2 separate regions of the Rattus norvegicus genome follow, and region 2 is linked to region 1. Evidence: chromatin contacts called from public Hi-C data. All regions are on one chromosome and are shown on one strand. Each heading gives the region's core, a stretch centred on a gene start, on an enhancer-like site or on the middle of the called end of the contact. The rest is flanking DNA. Distances are from core to core; before and after follow the strand shown. Region 1 holds the start of Ttf2 (transcription termination factor 2). Region 2 holds the start of Igsf3 (immunoglobulin superfamily, member 3).

What was found. A called contact is a pair of places that touch in the nucleus more often than the background predicts.
Region 2: a Hi-C map of the Rat2 cell line shows a contact between it and region 1, with 3 times the contacts expected there. The contact joins the promoter of Igsf3 here to the promoter of Ttf2 in region 1. A contact is called at or near these places in 3 of 12 Hi-C or Micro-C datasets (the A7r5 cell line, the Rat2 cell line and frontal cortex).

Annotation. Positions count from the first base shown.
Region 1 is chr2:191,083,402-191,090,347 of GRCr8, forward strand. It overlaps Ttf2 (transcription termination factor 2), which reads right to left and starts at 2,905. Exons shown (of 23, transcript NM_001106454.3): 1 at 2,862-2,905; 2 at 2,675-2,777; 3 at 607-693. The coding sequence starts at 2,889.
Region 2 is chr2:191,496,934-191,503,879 of GRCr8, forward strand. Igsf3 (immunoglobulin superfamily, member 3) reads left to right here and starts at 4,477. Exons shown (of 9, transcript NM_001106455.2): 1 at 4,477-4,519. The coding sequence starts at 4,477.

The DNA.
Region 1 (6,946 bases), core at 1,655-4,154:
AAACTGCACTTTACTGACTACTTAGCATGTTAGCCCTTTTCCTTCTTTCTAGTACCAGAATTGAAAGCTGACCAGTTAGTGGGTTGATGTTATGAGCAACTGGAGAGCTAGAGGGGAACAGAGCTGGTCATCCAGAAATTAACCATTGGTTTCTCCCGGTAACTCATACAGCATTTAGGGCACTGGTTTGTCAACCTTAACACCGTGACTCTCTAATGCAGTTCCTCATGTGATAACCTCAACCATAAAATTATTTTCACTGCTACTTCATAACTGTAATGTTGTTACTGTTATGAATCACAGTGTAAATATCTGATATGTGACCCCTGTGGAAGGGTCGAGACCCACAGGTCCAGAATCGCTAACAAGGTAGATGATATTCAGTATGTACAAAAAAGGTTTTCAGTAATGACTTTTAAAGAACAAAATTCTTTATTTTTATAAAATTTTAATAAAATTTTATAAAATTTTTTAATTTATATTTAAAAAAACAAATCTAGCTGCAACTCTTTCAGGATTGGGGGTTGGTGGGGAGAGTGTGTGTGTGTGTGTGTGTGTGTGTGTGTGTGTGTGTGTTGCATCTAGATGTTTCTTCTGGACACTCACCTCCATTCTTTCTTGCCCTGTGGTAGAAACAAACCCTGAAGCTCTACCACAAACTCCTCATGCAATAAACAATGAGAAACAGGAATACTAGAAGAGAAAGAAATAATAATAAAATAATTTTAGAAGACAAGGAATAGAGGCCAGCAGTCTGAAGTCAAATCCAAGCTTGAATTCTCACTGGCTGGCCTGGGACCCACCACCTAGACCAGTGTGGCCTCAAACCTGCAGCAATCCTTCCTCTAGGATCACAAGGGTGTGCCACCACACTCAGCCCAACTACAGCTCAAGGTGTCCTGGGTGTATAAATTCCATCTATGGCTATTGGTGTGGCTTCCTGAGGAAAGGATCCATAGTTTTTCTTTTACCACTTTCTGAACCGAAGCGTGACAATAACTATTCTTTTCTTCATGACGGTCATATGACAGCCACACTGCAACACTTCCAGGGATGACTTATAGTCTCAGGCTGGTCACAGGGTAGGCCTGCTGTGACTTCTCAGGATCTCTCATCCATTAATACCCTACTAGCTGTCATCTGCTGTTACTCCCATGTCTACCTCTAATAATAACTTACTCATGTGCTTCTTGCCTGGCATAAAATTTTAAATGTCCCTCCTAAAATATGTACAATACTGAGAGCAGACAGGTTGGAGTGAAGGTCTAAAGCACTCTCCTGTGACCTGTAGAATTGTCTGCAGCCTGCAGTCCGCTCATCAGACACACTGCAAGCCTCCAGTGAAAGTACTGTACTAGTCTGTATTGCAGTGTACCCACGGAAGTGGCACACTCTTTAAGAATGTTCACTCTCTTTTTAAAGATTTATTTATTTATTTATTTATTTATTTATTTATTTATTTCTATTTTATGTTTAGGGATCGTTTGTTGCATGTGTGTCTGTACCCCATGTACATGCTAGGCCTTCAGAGGCCAGAAGAGGGCGCGCGATCCCCTAGAACTAAAGTTACAACATTTCACAGCCCCTAAGTGGGTGCTGTAAATCAAAGCCAGGGCCTCTGGAAGAGCAGCCCGTGCTCTTGAAGGCTGACCTGTCTCTCCAGTCCTCAAGAATATTTCTTTTAATGTTGAATCAAACCTAAGACCGACATTGATGCGAACGTTGCGTAGGAACGTTCCTATGAATTAATTCCTACGAACATGCGCGCGCATGGGTCTTACAACATTCAACAATACTCAATATATTTAGGAACGGAACTGTAAATTCTGATGCAAAATACAACTTATTCCAGTACTAATATCTATTATATACCTATATACTGAAAAAAAAAATAACTGTGCTCTACAAAGTTCAGCTGAATAGAGAGCAGGAAGAAGTGTTAAATGAACCACAGTTTAATTTCACTCAGAGAATGGTCACACTTGAGAGCACTTTCCTCACTTTGGACAAGATGCTTGACATTTCTAGGTCTCAGCCTTCACATCTGCAGAACCTGAGTTCTGCACCAACCTCTGATGTTTCTTTCAGCACTAACTCCCTACAACAGTGGTTCTCAACCTTCCTAATACTGCAACCCTTTAAAACAGTTCCTTATGTTGTGGTGACCCCAACCATAAAATTATTTCCATTGCTACTTTACAACCGTAATTTTGCTACCGTTTTGAATCGTAATGTGAGTATCTGGTTTGCAGGATATCTAAAAGGCGGTCCCTGTGAATGGGTCCTTAGACCCTGGAGGTCCCGATCCACAGGTTGAGAAACGCTGCCCTAAGACCTTCAATCTCTGGAGTTTATTAGCGTCACACCACTAGATGAAGGAGAAAGGCTGGTGTCTAATTACTGTTTTTAACCTCAAATATTAAAATTAAAATGGCGATCTAAAATTGGTGCAAAACTAGCAAATTAATTCCCATGTCCACTGTTTGTTTACACTTTTTAGAAGGAGCAGAAAGGATGCAGGGGTAAAGGGGAGTGACTAAGTAAGGCCAGACAGGTGCCTAGAAACTTTAAGCGGACTCTAGAAGGATCCGAGTGTGGGTAAATCCGCGTCCCAAGGCAGCTGAAGTGACCAGGCTGGGTCACTCTGTGGAACCCGGCCGGGTTGGAGACTCACTCGGTGGCCTGCACGAAGCCGCATGTGTTCGTCCGGCATACGTAGAAGCTCTTTCCCTTGTTCGGGCCATCGCGGACGCCGGTCTTTAAGAAGCAGACGGCCCCTGAGGAAACAAGAAGGTCAGCAATGGCCCCTGCAAGCCAGTTCCACAGTCCCCAGGAGGGAAATCCTGAGACTGGAACCTTACCGTGCTCCGGACACTTAATCACCTCCATAACGCAGCCAGGAAGCTCTGGCCCGCCGGGTTTCCGTCTTTGACCCCGCCCCGTTCCGCCCATCATAACACTTCACCAATCAAATGGGAAATCCTCTCACCTTCAACCAATTACAGCCTCCCGCAGGCTTGGCGCGCACTGAAATCAAACTTGGAAGGAGGAGGCGTGGCCGAAGTCTTGGGAGGACACCCGGAGGTTCCCTGGTCGGGGAGAAAGCAAGACTTGGAGAGGGCTAGACGAAGCTGAACTGGGCGACTCCAGAGGAACCGCTGAGGCTCAGAGGGAGGCAGAGCGGCTGGTTTGCTCGGGAAGCAGCCACTGTGGGTGGAAACACTTAAATATGAGGCGGCCGAGAGGCAGGAGCATCCCCTAAAACTGTGGGAATCATTTGCATAGTCTGTAAGTCGGCACAAAGACTCCCTCAGGACCCCCGGACAACCTTTAAATGAGTGTAGGGCGTCCACAGAATCACCAAAGATTGAACATCTGCACACATCTCAGTTCCACGCTCCGCTCTCTTTGAGTCTCACGGCCTGCCTTCAAGTGAGGTTCTAAGGACCGCCTGGTGTGGACGCCCTGAGTCTGAGAGAAGAACCTGAGGGCAATACCGGACCTCAGGCACAAGCTAATTTTACTTCGTGTATTTTGCATTGTCAACCCTTTTGAACTTATTTTGTATTTGTAGTTAAAAAAAAAAAAAACTGAGAGTGATGTTAAAAGATACTGCATTTGAAGTGTAACCAAGGGGCTAGAGATAAGGCTCAGCATTTTAAGAGCGCTTGCTGGCTGTTACTGAGTTTGGTTCCTAGCAAATACTTTTGGCCTCTTAGAACGACCTGTAATCCAGCTCCACGCCTCCATGGACTCACCACATTAACTAGTACACACAAAGACACATACACATAATTTAAAATAAAATGGAACTGTAGAACCTGTAATCAGTTCTTTTAGTGAGCAGAGGGAAGGAATGACTATCGGAGCTTGGTTGCTGTAGCCATAACTTCATATTTCAGCAGCTGAAGACTGTGTGTGTCTCAGAGTGGCACACATACCTGCTAGGAGGACAGAAAAATTGCAATGTCTAACTAAGAAGCCTGGGCTATATGGAGACTGTAAATGTTTTAGGAGGCCAGAGGAGGGGAGATAGACCCGAGTTATCATTTATGAATTAAGCAGTTCTTACTAAATAGCTTTTTTTGGTGCCCCAAGAGGAATATGTGTTTGAGAAATATAAAGTTCACCTAATGCATACATTTAAAGAAACTGTTTTAACCACAAGGGGCTTACTGAATGGAGGAAGCTGAACTAGCCTATACCTAATGAATGCTTAAATAAATATAAAATAGTATTTAAATGTCAAGATGAATGGAGTCACCAGCAAACCCTAGAGAGCTAAAGAAAGACATGAATTTCCAAGTGCATACAGTATATCCCTGTTCTCCAGTGAAACTTTATACAGACAAATAGGTGAGGTAGTTTCTTTATTCCCAGATTGCAATTCCAAGATCTGTATGTGCATTCAAAATAGATACCATGTGAGGAGATGGAGACCACAAATGCTAAGGTTTGGGGAAGAGGACCATAGTGATTCTTGTAGTGAGATTTTTGGTTTCTTTAAAAACACAGAAATGTAAGAATGTTTCTTGTTTTAATCCCAGGTGGGGCTGCCACAGAGTGTTCACAGCAGCTGACTATGATTGCTCTGACAGGAGTGTGGTTTTGCCAGCTGTGTATGGTTTCTGCGAGAGTGTGACACTTGGAATTCTGGGGACTCTTCAGAGAATATATAAATACTAAGGCCCAATAGAAGGGGCTGGTTGACTGGTTAACTGGTTGCTGGTTGCTGGTTGCTGGTTGCTGGTTGGCTGGTTGGTGGTTGGTGGTTGGCTGGTTGGTGGTTGGCTGGTTGGTGGCTGGCTGGTTGGTGGCTGGCTGGTTGGTGGCTGGCTGGTTGGTGATTGGTGGTTGGCTGGTTGGCTTGTTGGTGGCTGGTTGTCTGGTTGTCTGGTTGTCTGGTTGGTGGTTGGCTGGTTGGTGGTTGGATGCTGTTGGCTGAGGTTTGTTAGGCAGTTGTATGCGAAGAGATGAAAAGAAGAAATTAGATATGTTGGTGGCAAAGCTCAAACTTTCCCTAAGGAACTGGACACCCCTAATCAGCAGGAAGTCGTCTAATGACAATGCTGCCGCCTTTTTCCTTCTGTGCTTTTTTCTCTTGTACTTAGTGTTAAGGGATTGAAAGGACAGGGGTGGAGAAGGGTGGAAGAAAAAAGAATTCACAGAATGACCGAAAGTTCAGTTATAGATTTTCTCCCCTGTTTTTTCCATATATGCCTACAGGCCAGAAGAGGACACCAGATCTCATTTTAGATGGTTGTGAACCACCATGTAGTGCTGGGAATTGAACTCAGGCAGCCAGTGCTCTTAGCCTCTGAGCCATCTCTCCAGCCCCAGGTTACAGATTCTTTCCTGCACACTATGATTTTGAGACTAGCCAGTCCAGGTCTCAGTGTGGCACTACAGACAGATCTTTTCCTCTGAAGTTGCTCAGTTGGCCTGCACTCATCCAATAAGCAAAAATGGACACAGAAAACTTACAGGTAGGAAAACTGTTTCTTCCAGAAGTCTAGGATGTGCTAAATAAAAAGGTTTAAACCCCAGATCATAATAATAGGAGTGGGACTGGACCAGTGAGACAGCGAAGCATGTACAGGTTTTGTGCATATATATTTCATATATGCTCTTAGCCTGAAAACATCTGGAGAGACCTCTGAGAATGAGCTATATAGATTTATATTTTGAATGAAGCTGAGAATGTAAGTTTGGGGTTTTTTTTTGGTAGCCTTGTCATACTCAGAACAAACATTTAGAGCATTTCCCAAATCTGGATGTTTAAAGGTACAAGTTAACCATACATATTCCTTAAGGATGGGCTGGCTCTACTACCAAGCTTATGTTGGGATTATTCTGTAGCTGGATTGTGACAGCGACTGCGCTTTGTTTGTTGTTTGTGTTTTAGAGATAGAGTCTTAGGATTAGCTCAACCTGGTCTTGAACTGGGTGTGCTTCCAGGGTGACTTTCAATACACAATCCTCCTGTCTCAGCTTCCTGTGTGATGAGTCTATAGGCATGCATCCCCATGCTTGGCTTAGAATTATACCTTTAAATAGGTGAGTTCTGAGACCCAAGTTTAGGCCTCGAGAAAGCTGTTTTTAAATGAATTTTTTTTAGATTTATTTATTTATTATATATGAGTACACTGTAGCTGTCTTCAGATACACCAGAAGAGGGCATCAGATCCCATTACAGATGGCTGTGAGCCACCATGTAGTTGCTGGGAATAGAACTCTGGAAGAGCAGTCAGCGCTCTTAACCACTGAGCCATTTACTAGCCCAAAAACTGTTTTTAAAAATGTGTAAGTGGTGCTGGAACCTTCCGTGTGGAGAGTAAATGGTAGGTAGGCTCGCCGACATCCTTAGAAAATACCCTAGTGACTGAGGAACTTGGTATAGACATGCTTCACTCCCACACAGTGTTGACCCTGAAGCAGATGGGTTCCCTAATCTGTGAATCCAGGACCATACACTCATTTTGGTTCTTGGGGAAAATGAAAACAAATGTGCTCTATGCTGGCTGACAGACGTCAGACTCATTGGATACTCATTAGAGGTAAGAGGACAAGCTACAACACTAACCCCTTAACACTCCTGTCGGCGTCATTTAAAAATATCCAGCAACTTAAATTTCAAGCCAGTAGTCAGATTCTACTAGTTCTGCGAGTCTTGTTCATTTTATATGAGGTTTTCTAGTCAGCTGACAGTTCTAAGTATCCTATTTCGTGGGGTAGGAGTGAAGAGACAGTGCTGGGAGGCCTTATACATGCTAAGTTAGTACTGAATCACCGAGTACCACCCCACCCAGCACCTGATCTTCTGAAACTCTCAGGCATTTTGATTGTTGCAAACTGAGAGCCTCATTCTAACTGGCAGGTAACAGATCTTTGCCCTGCAGCACATTCTGAGAAGGGAAGTTGTCAAATCTCAGCTTTCTCCGCGCTG
Region 2 (6,946 bases), core at 3,227-5,726, 420 kb after region 1:
TGCTTCCCTGAGGACCCTTCCCAGCTCAGTTCTGCACCTGCTGCTGATCTCCTGGAGAGGCCACCGAATTCCGGGTTCACACTGACTTCATCTCATTGCTTCTGTGTCTGGGAGGCAAAGGAATTCTTTTAATTGTGCCTTTATCCCCCTGTCCAGCAGTTATCACATTTCTCTGCACAGTCCCAGATGTGGAATGTAGAAAGAACCCGGTGCTGGGAGTCTGCCATTGTCGTGCAGGCCAGAGGCTGAAAGAGAAAGTTGCTGGGGATCCCAGAGGTGGAGGATGGGCAGATGGAGAAGGGGAAAGCTGGAAACAGACAAGGGGTTATTTTGAGTGTAGAGAGGGTCAAGACTGGAGGTCCATGAGTTTTGAGAAGGGGTAGGGCAGCTTGATAGGACCAGAAAGCTCTCAAGCTGTCTGAGATGGGCCCTCAAGAAGATTCTTTGATCTGTCTGTCTGTCTGTCTGTCTGTCTGTCTGTCTGTCTGTCTATCCATCCATCCATCCATCCATCTTCAGGTCTTCAGAGAATGCAATTGAAAGGCTCCCAGACTCCAGCCATTCCTTACCAGCTTCACATTTACTACCCTTAGCCAAGCTATGATGCTCCCCCAACTCGCCTGCACCATGTCAGAGGCCTCCGTCTGTCTTCCGTCATCCCCCTGCCTCTTCTGTTCCCATTGTTCTTCTTTCTCAGTAGCCCATGACCCGAAGTGCTTCCCAGACTGCCAGGTCCTCTGCGGCTTCTCGGATCACACTCCTCCCATCTCTCTTCCAGGCTGTGTTAGAAATAATTTTAATTTCAGAACAGGTTAACCGTCCTAGCACACACCATCTCCTCCGGCTGAGACTCTTCCTACAGACAATACCATTTTCCCCGCCTCCCTGACTCTAAATCAGGTTTCTGTTCTAATATCTCTCCGAGACATCCTCCTTCAATCCCACCTAGAATAGAACTTCTCTCCCCACCTCACCCACTAGACACACACACACACACACACACACACACACACACACACACACACACACACACACAATCCTGTTGCCTGGTTTCTTTAGAACACATGTCATTGTGTTATATATTTATTAGTTTCGTTGTCTGGGTTTCTCACAAGCAGGTACTAGGAGAACAAGACATCGCTTCACGAGTAGATGTTTAGGAAGTAAATACAAGGATCCAGTAGGCAGGAGGTGAGAGACAGGAGGGCCACTGCTGCCTTGGGGCAAAGAGGGCATGTGTAATATTCGAGAGGAAATTTTTAAATACAATGCTTTAAACATGTGATAAATATTCAATTTGATACGATAGGTGTATTTATAGTTCAATTACACATGCAGATCAAATGCCAAGAGTTGTTTGGGGTTATGTGATAATTACAGGGCAGACTGCCTTCAGGAAATTTACAGCCAAGGGGGAGGGGAAAGGACAGATAAAGACTTTCACTTATCCCGGCATCCCCTATGGTGACAAGATCTTCATTGTCTTGTACAATAGAGGTATTGAATTTGGGGGGATGAGTGAGTTACCAGCATAGTCATTTTGTTTATAGATATGTGTCCATATATATGCCCAAGAGTGTAGAACCCGGGGGACAACAACCTCAGGCATTCATGGTCTCTCAGGTGCCGGCCACATTGTTTTTTTCTTTTTTTTTTTTTTAACCTGGATTCTGGGGAGCAAACTCAGTCCCTCACATTTTTGGGACAGGCGCTTTAGCAAATGAGCTGTCTCCTCTGCCCATGGCTGCACTCTTTCAGGACAGTGTTTTGCTGTCACATAGTCCCATGGGATGAAGACACTTTTCGAGCCCCTCTCTGAGTTCTGAAATCCCCTGGTTGTTTCTTTGGACGTGGCTATCAACCAAATAAAGGGCTTGGACCTCTCAAACTCCCATTCTTCATCATTCTGTCTCCTCCAAATCCTGATCTCAGACACTGAGCCTCTCACATACTCACCTAGACATTCCATGTAGACCACCTCCCGCTGCCAAGGCCTCTCTGTCCCTGGAGCTGCCTGTGTGGTCACTTCCATTTCCTGGATTTTTCAGTCATCCTGCACCACAAAATCTTCAGTCTTCTGGAAAACTCTCCCACCCACCCTCTACTCCTAGGTCAAGTGGTTTTTCTAAAATGCATCTCTGATTACCACAGTTCTTTACTCAAACCATTCCGGGGTCTTTCTCTTGGACACAAGCTTAAAGCCCAACCCTTTGCCCCTCTGGCTTCTGATTCTTTGTTATAGCTCATGTCCTCAGTCTTCCCTCCAGTCTAGTTAGGGCCCCACAGGGCTTTTTCTCACAGTACTGAGTCTTAACTCTCCAGGGCCCGTGATTGTCCTCTGTACTTCCTCCCCACTTGCTCCGTAGTTCAGTTTTCTCTAGGAGAAGGTTTCCTGGGCCTTATCCTGCACAGCACCTCACCCCAGGAACATGGGATTGGAAGCCTTCCTCCACACAGTTTATGCGTGGCCTACTGTTGTGTTCTCAAGCAGACCACAAGCTCCACAGGGGCAGTAAGATCCGACCTGCTTATGCTCCTGTAACGAGTCGTTTTTTAGCACTTTGTGTTTGGTAATATTGAATAAATGCATGGATAGCACTTAAAATAAGGACAGTTCATTTTTAACTGAGTGCTTTTGATATATGAGGCATTCCTCTAAGTGCTTTACAAGTATGATGTGGATACTCTTTGTAACAAATGAGCAAACTGAGGCACAGAGAGGTTAAGCAACCGGGCTAAGGCCCACAGCTATGAACCCAGCTTGTCTTTGGGGTCCAGATTCTATGCTAGAGTGAAGCACAATGTGGAGGTTCATTATAAAAATAGATTCAAGTCTCCAGCCGAAGCGTTTTGCTATTGTTTATCGGGCAAACGACGTGTCTCCTGGAGTCTGGGCTTTGGGAAGGGCCCTTGGTGCGCGAACCCCGGGTTAACTTTCCATCAGCTCGTCCCAGGTGGTCCGCAGCTGCTGGCGGGTGCAGCCAGAGCGCTGGGACGGTGGGCGGGGCGTAGTGGGGGCGTGTCCCCGTGAGGCCACCGCCTTCTCCTCTGCTCGCCTCGCGGGGAGCTGCGGGCCAGGCCGGAGCTAGAGGGCGGGGCCTGGGGCGGGGCGGGAGCAGGACGGCCTGAGCCGCTGCGGGAGGCGAGGAGGAAGCGGCGCGTCTTGGGAGGCGTGCGGGACACAGACGGGCGACCGTTCGGTTGCTGGGAGCTGCGGGGCTCCGGGCGAGGTGAGCGCGGGCGGGCGCGGATCGGGGTCGGGGGCGCGGGGACCGTGGCGTGGCGATCGGCGTCCCGCCCCGGGCCCAAGCCCCTTTTCTCCATTGGACCCGTGTCGCGCGGAGCAGGCTCAGCCTACAGCGAGCGGAGCCCCGAGTCCCCTTCTCCGAGCCTTTTCTTTGCCAGTGTCTCAGACTCAATCGCCGGGGAGGTAAAACAATAGCGGGCCACCTGGGACGCGGCGCGCCCCAGCTCCCACGGCCCGTGCCCGGAGTCGCGGCCCCGCGCCAGCCCCGTGGCGACCCGCGCTGCGGAGGGTGGGGCTGCCCGCCGCGCCCCGCTCCGTAGACCGCGACGGGAAAGCCCGCGAGTAAGAGAGGCATTTGGTGAAAGTGTTTTGAGAACAATCATAATTGCCCTGCTCTGGGCGGGGAAACTGAGGCGTAGGGCACAGAAGGTAAGATTTGTACAAGGTCAGGATGCACACATGGGCTGCCCTCGGCCAGGGAGGGGACCCAGGTAGCTGGGCTGGCCAGTCGGGCGCTTTGGCCTCTCTCGGTTTTGCGGCGGTTGTGTTGGCCTTAGATAAATGTCTGTTGTGTTTGTTTTAGGAATCTGCGGGCTTTTGTGGGACCACTCTCGGGCTACCAAATGCCAGCTTACTTCGTATGCCCTGGGAGGTTCTGGGGCAGGTGACGGCACGGTGACCTATCACCATGGATGGAGATGGACTTTTTGATGAAGAAATCCAAAGTGTCTTTACCAGTAAGGGTGTTTTGGCTGTCTCGGGTTTTGACAAAACCTGCCTGGTTCCCTTTGGGGGATCCGAATGAGAGATTTCAGACACCTTCAGTGCGAAGCCAAGGACATTTCTGTATAATCAGCGCATGAAAGGATTTTCTCAGACTCTCTTTCCTCCCATTTTCCTCGAGAATTAATCCACCAGAATCTACAGTTCCGGTGGAGACTGCAAGGCATATACAGTGTAGCAGAAACCTAGAGCGCCTTCGGAATTGCTCTGGACCCTGCCTTAGGCGTAAAGGACTCTTGCACATGCCACTCCCCTCTCCGGCCCCCAACTCCCTCCTTCTGACTACTCTGTCTTTGACTGGCTCTCATTTTCCCCGTGAAGTTCTGTTTCCAAACTGTTCCCCTGGAGCTATAAGTGGATTGGCAGTAATGAGAGATTAGGCAGTGGGAAAAGCACGGTGCCCTGTGCTGTGTCCTTTTCCTGCTGCCGCCGCCGCCGCCGCAGACATGAAGTGCTTTTTCCCAGTGTTGAGCTGTCTGGCTGTGCTGGGTAAGTGACTGCTTATCAGTTCTATAGCTGTGAAAGTTTAACCCGATCTCATTGCTAATTCCTTGTGGTTCTCTCCCATCAACACTGGGTTTCGGGAGGCAGAAGGGGGTAGCCATAGTGTGACAGAGTGGATTAAAGTTCCAAGAGGGTCTGTTTGTTTCTGACCCAGAAAGAAGGGTGGAATTCTGGTTGTCTTTAAGCTGCCCTGGGCCTTTGGGTGAAGCCCCTCACTTGGAACGCTGTGCCTTAGGGATGGTGAGTGGGTTGAGAGCTTCCAGTGTCTTTACTTTTGTGTTGGTCTGCATCGGTTCCTGGGAAGTTACAACATAATTCCTAACTGTGTTGGAAATGGTGCTTTCATGAACGACTGTGCTTTTTTTTTTTAATTGTTGTTTTTGGAGGGGAAGGTGGGAGTGGGTGGGATGGGGGTTGAAAGGATGCTTTGTTTTGCCTAAGAAGTCTGTAGGCTAAGTGTGTATTGAAGACACTAGTTCCTGTGTCTCCTCACCGAGGAAGCCTAGCTCAGTCCTTGCAGGAGGTGAAGCTGAAGATAGGGAGCTGCCTGGTCAGGGGGTGTGGTCAGATTGGTTTTCCATGCCCTCAGAGAAAAAGTCTGGAAGCCCAGAGTAGGAGGAAGAAACTGTGGTCTCAGAAGTGAGCCTCTCTGCAGGCCTCCATCCCCAGTACAGAGTCCCAACCCCTTGTCTCTTCTTGGTTTAAGTAATCTCCACTGTGTATTTTCCAGTGCCCTGGTTTATCATAAACCCCATAGCTGGCACCTGGTGCATTCTCACCTCAGCACTCAAGAATGGACACACCCCCTACCTTCTCTGTGTGACTTTGCATTCAGAGAAGTTACTGCTGCTGGCCACTTGCTTCTCCATGCTAGGTTTCTTGCACTTACAGAATTTATCCGTGGAGGATGACTCTGAATTACCTGCACCCTTATAAAAGTTAACTGGCATCAGGAATGAGGATGGACTTTAGAGTCTTGAATTCCCATCTCAGTTTCATCTTGATTCTCACGGGAGTCTCAGTGAGTCTGCATTTAAGGGATGTAAGATGTCCTGAAAGAAATCTTGATTGCCTCGCAACATGTTTGAAGCTTCAATCCATGTGTTCATTCGGAGGTACTCAAACTTAGGCATAGGTTGGTATCATTAAGGCATCTTAAAACAACAAAAAAAAAAAAAAAAAAAAAAAAAAAACCCAAAACCAAATCTTGGCATTCTGGTAACCTCCTCAGAGCAGTAAAACCAAAGTCCCTGGATTGAGAGCTCATTAGTGCCAGCCCTTCCCTGCCCAGCACACGTGTGGCTGGGAGTTTGGTCAGTCTGGCCTGTTGTTAGGGTGCAGAATTCCCATGTCTCCTGGGTGCTCAGGTAAAGGAAGTCAGGAGGCGGGCTTCTCCTGGCCAGCCTCTTTAGAGACGATATTTATGTGTGCCGTCCAGCGTTTGTCACTGGATCTCAGCTTGAATCACCGACTGCTGATTCATGGAGATTGAAAAGGACACTCACTGGGAAAGCCCCACCCCCGCACGCACCGCGCTTCCCAGGCTTGGCTGTGTGGTTGAGGGTGGGGCTCAGGGCAGGAGGAGCCACCAATGGGAAGACAAGGAACTATGACATTTGTGTCTTTTGTTTCTTTCTTTTTTCCTTTTTGGCTGTTGAGGAAATGTGAGGCTGCCTGCTGGTCTCCCTGCTGTCCCCCTCTCCAGGTCCCTCTGTGGAGGGGAGCTGGGACCCCGGCACCCAGAGAGTGCAGTTATTTTCCCTCCACCCCACTCCACCCACCCCTGAGAGGCCCTGGAGGATTCCAGGTGACTGGAAAGGGTTCCTGGGGTGGAAAGCCAGATCTGTGTGAAAGTGGAGATATTTGGAACCGTGGACAGGCACACTAATGCCTGCTCCCTTCTGAGCCCCTCTGAGGGGCTCCCAAGCCCTTGGCCTATCACTGGAGAGCTGACTACATGGTTGGGAGGCCTGCCTTGTACTAGTCTTCACCTGGGAGAAACACAGAGTGGGGAGAGAACAAACACACTCCAGCTTGGTGGCCTCCCGGTATGGTCTGATTCATGTCAGCATTCCTTCTGTGTGATGTGAATTAATGTGTTGTATGAATTTAAAACAGTAATAAAGAACCCCAAGGTTTTGAACCCATGTGGGTCACATACCTGGAATAAAATTGTATAAAAGTTGAGTCAGGCTAAGCTCTGTAAAAGGGAGATAGAGGTAACGACCTTCCAGAAACTGAAAATTTGAGCTAGAAAATCTCGTGACCCCTCTGTGAGAAGGACTGGAAGGTGAGTCTGTGGGACGTATGTGAGAAGCCGTTGGGCTTGCAGATTTCGGCTCCCTTCCTTTGCCTCGTCTGGAGTTTGGTTCAGGTTTCTCTTTTATTGCCTGTTTAGGACACAGATAATTC